2 separate regions of the Mus musculus genome follow, and region 1 is linked to region 2. Evidence: chromatin contacts called from public HiChIP or PLAC-seq data. All regions are on one chromosome and are shown on one strand. Each heading gives the region's core, a stretch centred on a gene start, on an enhancer-like site or on the middle of the called end of the contact. The rest is flanking DNA. Distances are from core to core; before and after follow the strand shown. Region 1 overlaps Zmat4 (zinc finger, matrin type 4). Region 2 has its middle 44 kb from the start of Gm30471.

Region 1 (4,732 bases), core at 735-3,234, 200 kb after region 2:
GTGCATGGGCGTATGTATAGGTTGCATGTGTATGGAGGTTTAGAGTATAACTCTTTGGGTTCAGTTCTCTCTGTCTACTCTTATGTGGATTTGGCCATCAATCTTTTGTGACAAGCAGTTTTAATGGCTGACCTGTTTGGATACCCACACCATACAACTCTCAAATGCTGAGAGATCCTGTTTATTATCAACCTCTGTTTTTCTCTACCACGAATTTTTAGAGGTTTTCTCATCCAACCTTTTATCTTCTCACCAAGTATACATATTTTAAGGAGCATACATTTTTTACTGTTTACCCAAACTGAAAAATAAGACATCACAGAGAATTTTTAAAACTCAATGTCAATTCACTTGAAAACATACATTCATAAAGAGAATTGCTGGGAGACTGTCTCAAAGATCTGGTCGCCATCATACCTCTGTTACGCAACTCTTCACAAAGATCTTCCTTTTGTCTCACGCACTTCACAGGATGTGGGCCACATTGCTTTGCCTTTGACATTTTGATCTGATGTTATATCTTCTATAGGTGATTCCATATGGAGTAAAGGGGTGTGTATGTGTGTGCACACGTGCTGGAGACCTTTATTCCCCTCTTGCGGGTTTGTCTACTGTTACAGCGTAGTTCTAAAATGATCCCCGAAGGCCATGTTCTAAAGGCTTGATTGCCAGGTCAAAATTTTAAATTGATTTGATGTTGGGTTCTAGCCCCATCAGTGAAGTATCAAGAAGTGTGGCATCTCTGGAGAAACTTGGTCGTTTCCTGATGACCATTCCCCCATCTCTCACTTGCCTTTGCTTCTTGGTCTATGAAGTGAGCAACCTCCTCTCCTATACTTGTTTCCATCATCAGAAGGTTTTACCGGAGTCTGACTCCAAGCAATAGTGCCTGTTAAACTTGATCTTGTCCTGGGACCTTGAGAACCCTTTAAATCATCTGCTGCTTGTGTTTCCAAGTGGGATCAAATAAGGTGATGTCCTTTTAATATCAACCTGAACCATAACACAGTACTGTCTTTCTCATTTTTGTGCATTTGGGGTTGTCTTTTTTTTTTTTTTTTTTTTTTGTTTAAAAATGACTGCTGAGCACAGACTTGAAATACTGTCTGTTAAGATATGCCTTAGGGAGAAAGCACTTGTCTTGTGTAAGCTCATAATGTATACTAAATAATGTACCTTTAAACAGAAACATGTATAAAACAAATTACATATTGATCAGTGCATAGGAATGTAAGCCGAGCTTGTGGGGAATGAGTCTCCCTGGGGGAGCGATGGTCCAGTGTTTGCTAATTCAGTGTCTGCAATGACTCTGTAGACCATAACACTACAAACCATGAGAACCAGCTGTGTGTGTACACACATGTACCTACACATGTACAGTTGTGTAGCATGCCACAGTGTCAATGCCCCAGAACTTATGTGCTTACCCATTGCTACTGAGGATTTTCATCTTACATGATATCACAGAATGTCCATGCCATGTTGATAGATGTATATGCCCTTGTTTCAAATATAAATTACACACACACACACACACACACACACATTAGAGAGACAGACAGAAACTAACAGAGAGACAGACATAGGTAGACAGACAGACAGGCAGTCAGGCAGATGCAAGCAGCCTGAGAGAGTCTGAGAGACAGACAGACTGAGAAATAGATGGACTGAGAGACAGATTTTAGACTGGGAGATAGACTGAGAGACAGACTGAGAGACAGCCAAAGAGGCAGACAGACACAGACAGGCAGAGACAGACAGGCACAGACAGACAGACATAGAAAAGGAGAGAGAATTTGCTACAAGTGGGTTCACTCAATCAAAGCACGCATTTGTAATTTTGATAAGGATTGCTGAATTTCTAATATCTTTATAGGCACTGTACTCATCAGTCATACTGCCAGCACCTGTTACTGCCCAGCTGCAGAATGGTTCTTGGGCTTCTCTCTAAGGAAAACACATGAACTCTGCTTTCATACCGAGGACTTTGCAGTGACATTAATCGTGCAGGTGTGACTTCCCCTCTCCAGAGGAGTGAATGGGTAGTGTGCAGAGGTCCCATGAGAAGCTGTGACAGATGACGGATGGCACTATTTTTCCAGGCCTTTTCAGTGTTATTTGCAACCTCTATAGTTCTATTAGGGATGGGTCTGCTGCTCTTCTCTGGAAGATCTGAAGAGCAATTAGGAAACCAATAGGCATGGAAGAGCAGTTATTTCTGTACCATATTAAATCAGGAGTCAGGAATTAGCCACTGGTCAAAATTCAGACACTTCCTGCATATGCAAAGTCTGCAAGCTAAGAATGGCTTCTACATTTTTTAAGTGTTAGAAAATGCCAAAGAAAGGATAACAATGGTGTTGGTGTAAAATTAGATGAAATTCAAATTTTAATGTCCACAAATAAAATGTTATGGAACATAGCCACAATTACTCTTTTTGGTTAGGACTATGACTGACTGTTCACACGCCACAGGCACTAAAGCTTCAAGCTGGGACAGGGAGCAAATGTCTCAGAAAACCTAAACTATGTGCTCTCTGTTCCCCCACAGAACACGCTTGCCTGTGCTCTTGTGCAGTGGATGCTTTCAGGGTTGGATGATGGGGAGGAGGGGGGGTGTCGGCTGACATTCCTGCAGGCTGTGCCTCTGCTCTTGAAGCAATACTTTCTGCAGGAGATGCAGGTGACAGAGCCAATCTGCCCTCTATTCGCAGAGTTTTAGGTTTCTTGGCCAGAAGTTTGAAGGCTTTGTCCTTTGGAGAGACCTGGTAACCTTATGTCTAAGTTTGGGTCTGAACTGTTTCTCAAAGGTTCCCGTGTTTGAGGGCCTGTCTCACAAGGTAGCTGGCTTTGGAGGTGGGGGCTTCTGGGATGATCAGATTATGAAGGACCCGATCTCCCCATGAAAATAATCCACCACTGAATTCATAATTGAATGGGCTGTTAGCAATTAGGGCCTGCCTGGAGGAGATGTATCACGGAGGAGTGGGTGTGGGTTCATCTGAAAGAAACCTTGCTCTTGCCTGTTCCCTCTTCCTCCATGATGTAACCAAATATCTCTTCCCCCTTCAGATCACTAACACCTTACGATTCCCCTCTCTGCTGCCTCGGCCCAGCCCTGCAATGCTCCCGCTTCATTTTTGTTTTATGCAGTCACTCCAGAGTCTGGACTATCACCTGAAGATTTGGATCGATGAGAGAGATCTCATGTGTCCTTTTTCTTTCTGGATCCAATTAGCTCACTCAATGTGATCTTTTCTAGTTCCATCCATTTACCTGAAAGTTTCATTATTATTTTTTTTTAACAGCTAGAGAGTATTCCACAGCGTCTATGTACTGGATTTTCATTATCCACTCATCAATTGAAGAACATTTACTTCATTTCTATTTTCTAGTTATTGTGAATAAGGACACAGCTGTGCAGGTATCTGTGGAATAGAATGTCAAGTCCTTTGGGCATGTGACAAACAGGGGTATGGCTGGGTCACATGGTAGATTATTTTCTTTAAGGTTTTGAGAATTCTCTACACTGATTTCCATAGTGGACATTCCAATTTGTAATCACACCAATGATGAATGAGTGAGTGTTCCACACCTCCCATCCTCTGCACAGCATTTGTTGTTGGTTCTTTTGATTTTCTCTGCCATTCTGACTAGGTTAAATGGAATCTAAAAGTTGTTTTGATTTAAGTTTTCCTCATTGCTAGGGACAATGGGCATTTTTGAGGTCTTTGTTGTCCTTTTCCTCCTTCATTTGAGAACTCTGTTTGGATCTCAGGTACAGTTATTGAATGGGATATTTGATGCTTTTTTCCTTTTTGTTGTTTGCTTTTCTCTTCTTTTGAGTTCTTTACATATTCTTGATATTAATCATTCCTGTCAGATGTGTAGTCTGCAAAAGATTCTCTCATATCCACAGACTGCCTCTTCACATGACTGATTGTGTGTGTGTGTATATATATATATCTATATATCTTGTAGTTTTATTAAGTCTCATTTGCCAATTGTTGGACTGAATTGTTGGGTGAAGAATGAAGAAAGTCCTTTCTTGCACCTATATCATGTAGGCTACCTGTGTGCTAGCAGTTTCAGGTTTTACATTTACGTCTTTGACTTAGGTTTAGTGCACAGTGAGAGACACAGGCTTAACTTCATTCTTTTGCATGTAGACATCCAGTTTTCTCAGAAATACTTATTCAAAATACTTTATTTTCTTTTTTAATTGGATATTTTATTTATTTACATTTCAAATGTTATCTCCTTTCCCAGTTTCCCCACTGCAAACCTCCTATCTCATTCCCCCTTACCCTGCTTCTATGAGGTACCCTCCCTCACCCACCCACTCACACCTCACCACCCTAGCATTCCTCTACACTTGGGCATCAAGCCTTCACAGGACCAAGGGCCTCCCTCCCATTGATGCCAGGTAAGGCCCTTCAGCCCCTTCAGTCCTTCCCCTAACTCCTCCATTGAGGTCCCTGTACTCCGTCAATGGTTGATTGCGAGCTTCCGCATCTGTATTTGTCAGGCTCTGGCACAGCCTCTCAGGAGACAGTTGTATCAGTCTCCATAGTGTCTGGGTTTGGTATCTGCATGTAGGATGGATCCCCAGGTTGGGCAGTCTCTGGATGGCCTTTCCTTCTGTCTCTGCTCCACTTTTTGTCCCTGTATTTTCTTTAGACAGAAACGATTCTAGGTTAAAGTTTTGGAGATGGGTGGGTAGTCCCATTCC
Region 2 (4,658 bases), core at 1,860-4,359:
CATCTGAGCTCCTGGCATATTGGATGATGCTACCCACATCCAGTGTGTGTCTTCCACTGTCAGTACACTGTCAGTACACGGACACACAGCCAGTCATCTTTGGCGTATGCTTCCCATTGATCCAGTCTATTGACAAATATTAACCATCGCAATATGTAATTTATTCTAAACCAGTTCTGTTCTCTTTCTAGTTTTAAGCCTTTGAGGACTTGGCGACTTAGGAATTATAACGTATTAATCAATTGTAGAACTCTGGCTATCTCTCCCCTTTGCACCATTGACGCTGTAGGGCAGCAGGCAGCTAACAGCAGGGTCTCGTGTGGCCTTTGCTGTGTCTGCTTTCCTGGTGCTTAGCTGAGTACTGGGTACATACAGGGTGCAGTCACCATCCAGCAAGCAGGCAGCTCAAAGAGATTGCTTTCACATCTTAACGCCCGGTGTTGATTAATCAAGACAACGGTTTGACAGGCCTGTCTTCAGAAGTGAAGTGCTCAATGTCTGAGGCAAAACAAAGTCCTGGAGCTTGTGCCAGTGACCTGAGTCAGGCCTGGGCAGTAGTAGGTGCAATAAGAATCACAGGGCAAAGCAAAGAATTGGATTCTTGCAGGAGAGTGCTGCACAGAGAGGGGGCTCCTGGCCTGTCCTACTCGTACATAGTCTGGTTGTTGTATACTTTACTGTGATCCAAATGGTCACCACATGAGAAGTACAGGCCCTCTTCATCCTTAGCTATGAAGGATAAGGCTTCTCCAGCCACGCATTTGCAGGGACTTGCCTAAGTTGAGATCTGGCCTCCTGATGGCTTGCATGCTCAGAGGTAGAGAGCAGCCCAGATGCACACGGACAGTTCAAGTTACCAAGCGTTTCCTGCTACGGGCCAGGCAAGAAGGCTATGTGCTTCCTGGGCCTCCTGGAGTGATTCAGCTCTGCTTGAGGTGTGAAAGCAGCCACAGGCAATAGGCGACTGTTCCTGAAGAGCAGTGGTGAAGGGCTTGGCCCATAGGCTGCATTGTCTTGTCTCCAAGCTGATTAGTCAGGTGACTTGACAGCCTGTTTCTGTTGTTGTTTGTTTGTTTGGTTTTATTTGTTTGTTTGACATAGGGTTTCACTATGTAATTTTCTTTGCCTGCCCTGGAACTTGTTTTTGTAGACTTGGCTGGCTATGAATTCATAGAGAAGAACCACCTGGCTATGTCTCCCAAGAACTAGTATTAAAGATGTGTGCTCTATTCTTCTTTTTCTTTTTCTTTTTCTTTTTCTTTTAATTTCTCTCTTTTTTTTAATTTTTCTTTTTCTTTTTTTCCTTTCCCTTTTCCTTTTCCCTTTCCTCCTCCTCCTCCTTCTCCTTCTTCTTTTTCTTCTCTCTCTCTCTCTCTCTCTCTCTCTCTCTCTCTCTCTCTCTCTCTGTTTCTCTCTCTCTCAAGACAGGGTCTTACTACGTAGCTGTGAGCTGTCACTATCCTGGAACTCATTATTTAGACCAGGCTGGCCTTGAACTCACAATCAGCCTACTGTTGCCTCCCAACTGCTAGAATTAAGGATGTGATATCTGGCCATGTTTTGATTTTTAAATTTACTTTTCATTTATGTGCATATGGATGGTGTATATGTGTAGTGTGTGTGTGTGTGTGTATGTGTGTGTGTGTGTGTGTGTGTGTGTGTGTGTATCCCTTTGGAGGTCAGAAAATAACTTAAGAGTTGGTTCTCACCTTCCACTCTGTTTTGAGGCAGAGTCTCTCTTGGCTTTGTGTCACTGTGTATTTCAGCCTAGCTGGTTCCCGGGTCTCTGGGCAATTGTGTTTCTACCTCCCATCTCACAGCGGGAGAGTGGAGACTACAGATTCACACTGTGCTTCTGGCTTTGTGCATGGTACCCTGTGATCTGAACTCAGACTCTCAGGCTTGAGTGGTAAGCAGGGTTATCTGCTTGTTCACACTGTTTTATTCTCAAGAGGCTTGCTGCAGGGGTTAGTGAGGGGCTCTAGAGTCATAGAACTTATGGAACGGATCTGTCTCTCTCCCTCTCTCTCTAAATATCGTTATCATCTATCTATCTATCTATCTATCTATCTATCTATCTATCATCTATCTATCCATCTATCTGGGATTTATTGGAATGACTTACAGGCTGCAGTCCAATAGCTAACTGTGAGTGGAAAGTCCAATAATCTAGCAGTTACTCAGTTCTATAAGGCTGGGTGTCTCAGCTAGACTTCTGTCTATGATGGAATCCCAAAGAAGGAGCCTCCAAGGCCAGGAATGGATGTGCTAGCAAGGCGAGAAAGCAGGCAAAGAGCAAATGTTTCCTTTTTCTATGTCCTCATGTAGGTTACCAGCAGAGGGTGTGGTTCAGATTAAAGGTGTGTCTTAAAGCCTCAAAGGTCCAGACTACAAGTGGATTCACATGCTACAAACCACTGTGGGTGTGCCCTCCACTTCTAGATTGTAGTTCATTCCAGATACAGTCAGGCTGACCACCAAGAATAGCCATTACACTGCATTACCCACACTGGGTAATGGTAATTATCCTTCTGCCTCTGCCTCCCTACTGCTGGGCTGTGTCATCTGCTTCCAACCTAATTTTGATCTGTTTCTGTTTGCTGGGTCCTACAGGTTGTTGCTTCTGTTCTGGGAACTCCAGTCTGGTCACTGTTTCCCATAGCCATGTTTCTGCTGGAGTATAGCTCTAAGTGACTCTTCCACTACACAGAGGAAAGCCGAGAAAAGAGATCAGGGCAACGACAAGAGAGAGGCCAGAGTTACTCATGAGGAAAGATGTGGAAACATATGTCTGGGATAGATTGAGAAGAAAGGGGAGGAGAGGATAGGAAAGGGAGGGAGGGAAAGGGGAAGGGAAGAGGAGATGGAAGGGGAGGAGAGAAGTTTATTTTAACATTTTATAAGCTCTGCTGCTGAAACTTCTTAGCGTCTCCCAACCACCAAGCCAAGTAGAACAGTTTCATTTCTCCTTGGAGAGATTTAGAGTGTGGCACAGGCTGGCTTCTGTGTCTTGGAGAGACCAGATGAAATCTCTTTGACTTTGGAAGTCCTCAATGTGCGCATGGACAGACAGAAGAGCTCATGGCCCGAGAGAGGTACTCCCTCCTTAGCCTCCAGGTGGCGCTGTGGTGCACTTCCTCATCGGTATTCTGCCCATACAATACATGGTGGGGCATGGTAGCTATTCTTCCTTTCGCTTTAAAAAAAAGGCAAACATGAAATCAAAACAAGAGATGGAGGAGATCTAATTAGGAGTTCATAAAGCAGGGTTGGTATCTCCATTATCAGGCCGGAGCAAGACGGCTGTTTTCTTTCTACTCTGTCACTGATATAAATGAGTTTTTAATTCCCCCTTTTGTGAAGAGCAGGTTATCACACTCTATTCATTAAGTGATTCGAGGCTCTGCATCGGGGTTTAACCGTGGTTTAAATTAGCAGGCTCTGCCTTTGACATCCTTAGAGGGACAGAAATAAGGAGGCCAGAGAGAGGTAACAAACCCTCTTATGTACCCATCGGGTCTGGATTTGGGTGCTGAAAGATGCAGGCATGACCTTGGACAGACTGGAGGTGAACGCTGGAGCCCTGAGTGGAAGGGTGGATGGGTCTCCTGCTGTGCCCTAGGTGGCCTCCTGTCTCATTATAGTGAAGTCATTGTTACCTCTTCTTTCACAGAGTGCTGTGGCTTCTGTGACTTCCTGTCTGGAAGTCCCTGCTGCACCCGCTCTGGTTCCCCTACTTACTGCTGTTGCCCTTCTCCAAGTTCACACCCCTCCACCTGTCTGCAACCACCAAATGCTCTCAAGAGCCAGTGGTTCTCAACCTGGGGGTTGAAAGGCCCTTTCACAGGGGTCACCTAAGACCACCAGAAAACACAGATATTTAACATTGCAATTCATAACGGTAGCCAAGTTACAGATGTGAAGTAGCAATGAAAATCATTTTATGGTTAGGGTCACCACACCATGAGAAACTGGACTATTGCATGGTCACAGCATCAAGAAGGTTGAGAACCACTGTTCTAGGGGGAACACACACCAACTCCCTACAACCATTAGACTTTCCTCTTGGATTTCTCTTGGCTTTTAAAATATTATAGATGACTGATGCTTGTGTATCTTTGTTTATCTTGCCTGATAAAGTAGACCCCAGGGTCAGGACCCTCAAGTTTACTGCTCATATACAGACGTTCATGTCTATTCAAGACAGAGCAAAGAGAACCAGGTCCCAGTGAGGAGGCAAAGAGAAGTCCGCAAGCATTTAAGAAGGGCATGACTGTACTCTTCAGTCAGTCTTTGGGCTTGGGCTTTGGCTTCTCAGTGAGGCAGTACTCAGTAACTTCCATCTGGTCCTGCAGTATGGTTCATCCTCAGTCGACCTTTACCCTCATTTGCTGGTTAGGTAAATTTGTGTTTTGCAGTGCTAGGGATGGAACCTAGGACATTTCACACCAGAGCCCTCTGAGCTACATCCCCAGCCATACATGCCTACCATGTGATGGAGTCCCAAGCCAGGGGCACTGTTGACTTTCACTGACCTGTGCAGATCTGTGTTTGAGAGACGTGGGGTCTGAGGACTGGAAAGAACAGGAGGGACTACAGCCTAATGCTATTGACACACTTCCTTCAGTCTCAGTTTACTTTTATGCATGAATGCAACA

What was found. HiChIP or PLAC-seq counts read pairs in DNA pulled down with a chosen protein or histone mark.
Region 1: a contact with region 2 is called in a CTCF HiChIP or PLAC-seq map of pro-B cells, with 6 times the contacts expected there. The contact joins two enhancer-like sites. A contact is called at or near these places in 1 of 15 datasets of contacts at CTCF or cohesin (pro-B cells) and 14 of 484 Hi-C or Micro-C datasets (the N1E-115 cell line, cardiomyocytes, cerebral cortex and 6 more).

The regions. Positions count from the first base shown.
Region 1 is chr8:23,806,302-23,811,033 of GRCm38.p6, forward strand. All of the region lies in intron 3 of Zmat4 (zinc finger, matrin type 4), which reads left to right. Among named protein-coding and RNA genes, the nearest start is that of Zmat4, 140 kb to the left of the region's middle. Within about 2 kb of position 1,985, at least 3 of the 459 cell types and tissues checked have an H3K27ac peak or open chromatin away from gene starts, as enhancers often do. A contact at or near this core is called in pro-B cells, where this site is marked.
Region 2 is chr8:23,602,557-23,607,214 of GRCm38.p6, forward strand. No RefSeq gene overlaps it. Among named protein-coding and RNA genes, the nearest start is that of Gm30471, 44 kb to the right of the region's middle. Within about 2 kb of position 3,110, at least 4 of the 459 cell types and tissues checked have an H3K27ac peak or open chromatin away from gene starts, as enhancers often do. A contact at or near this core is called in pro-B cells, where this site is marked.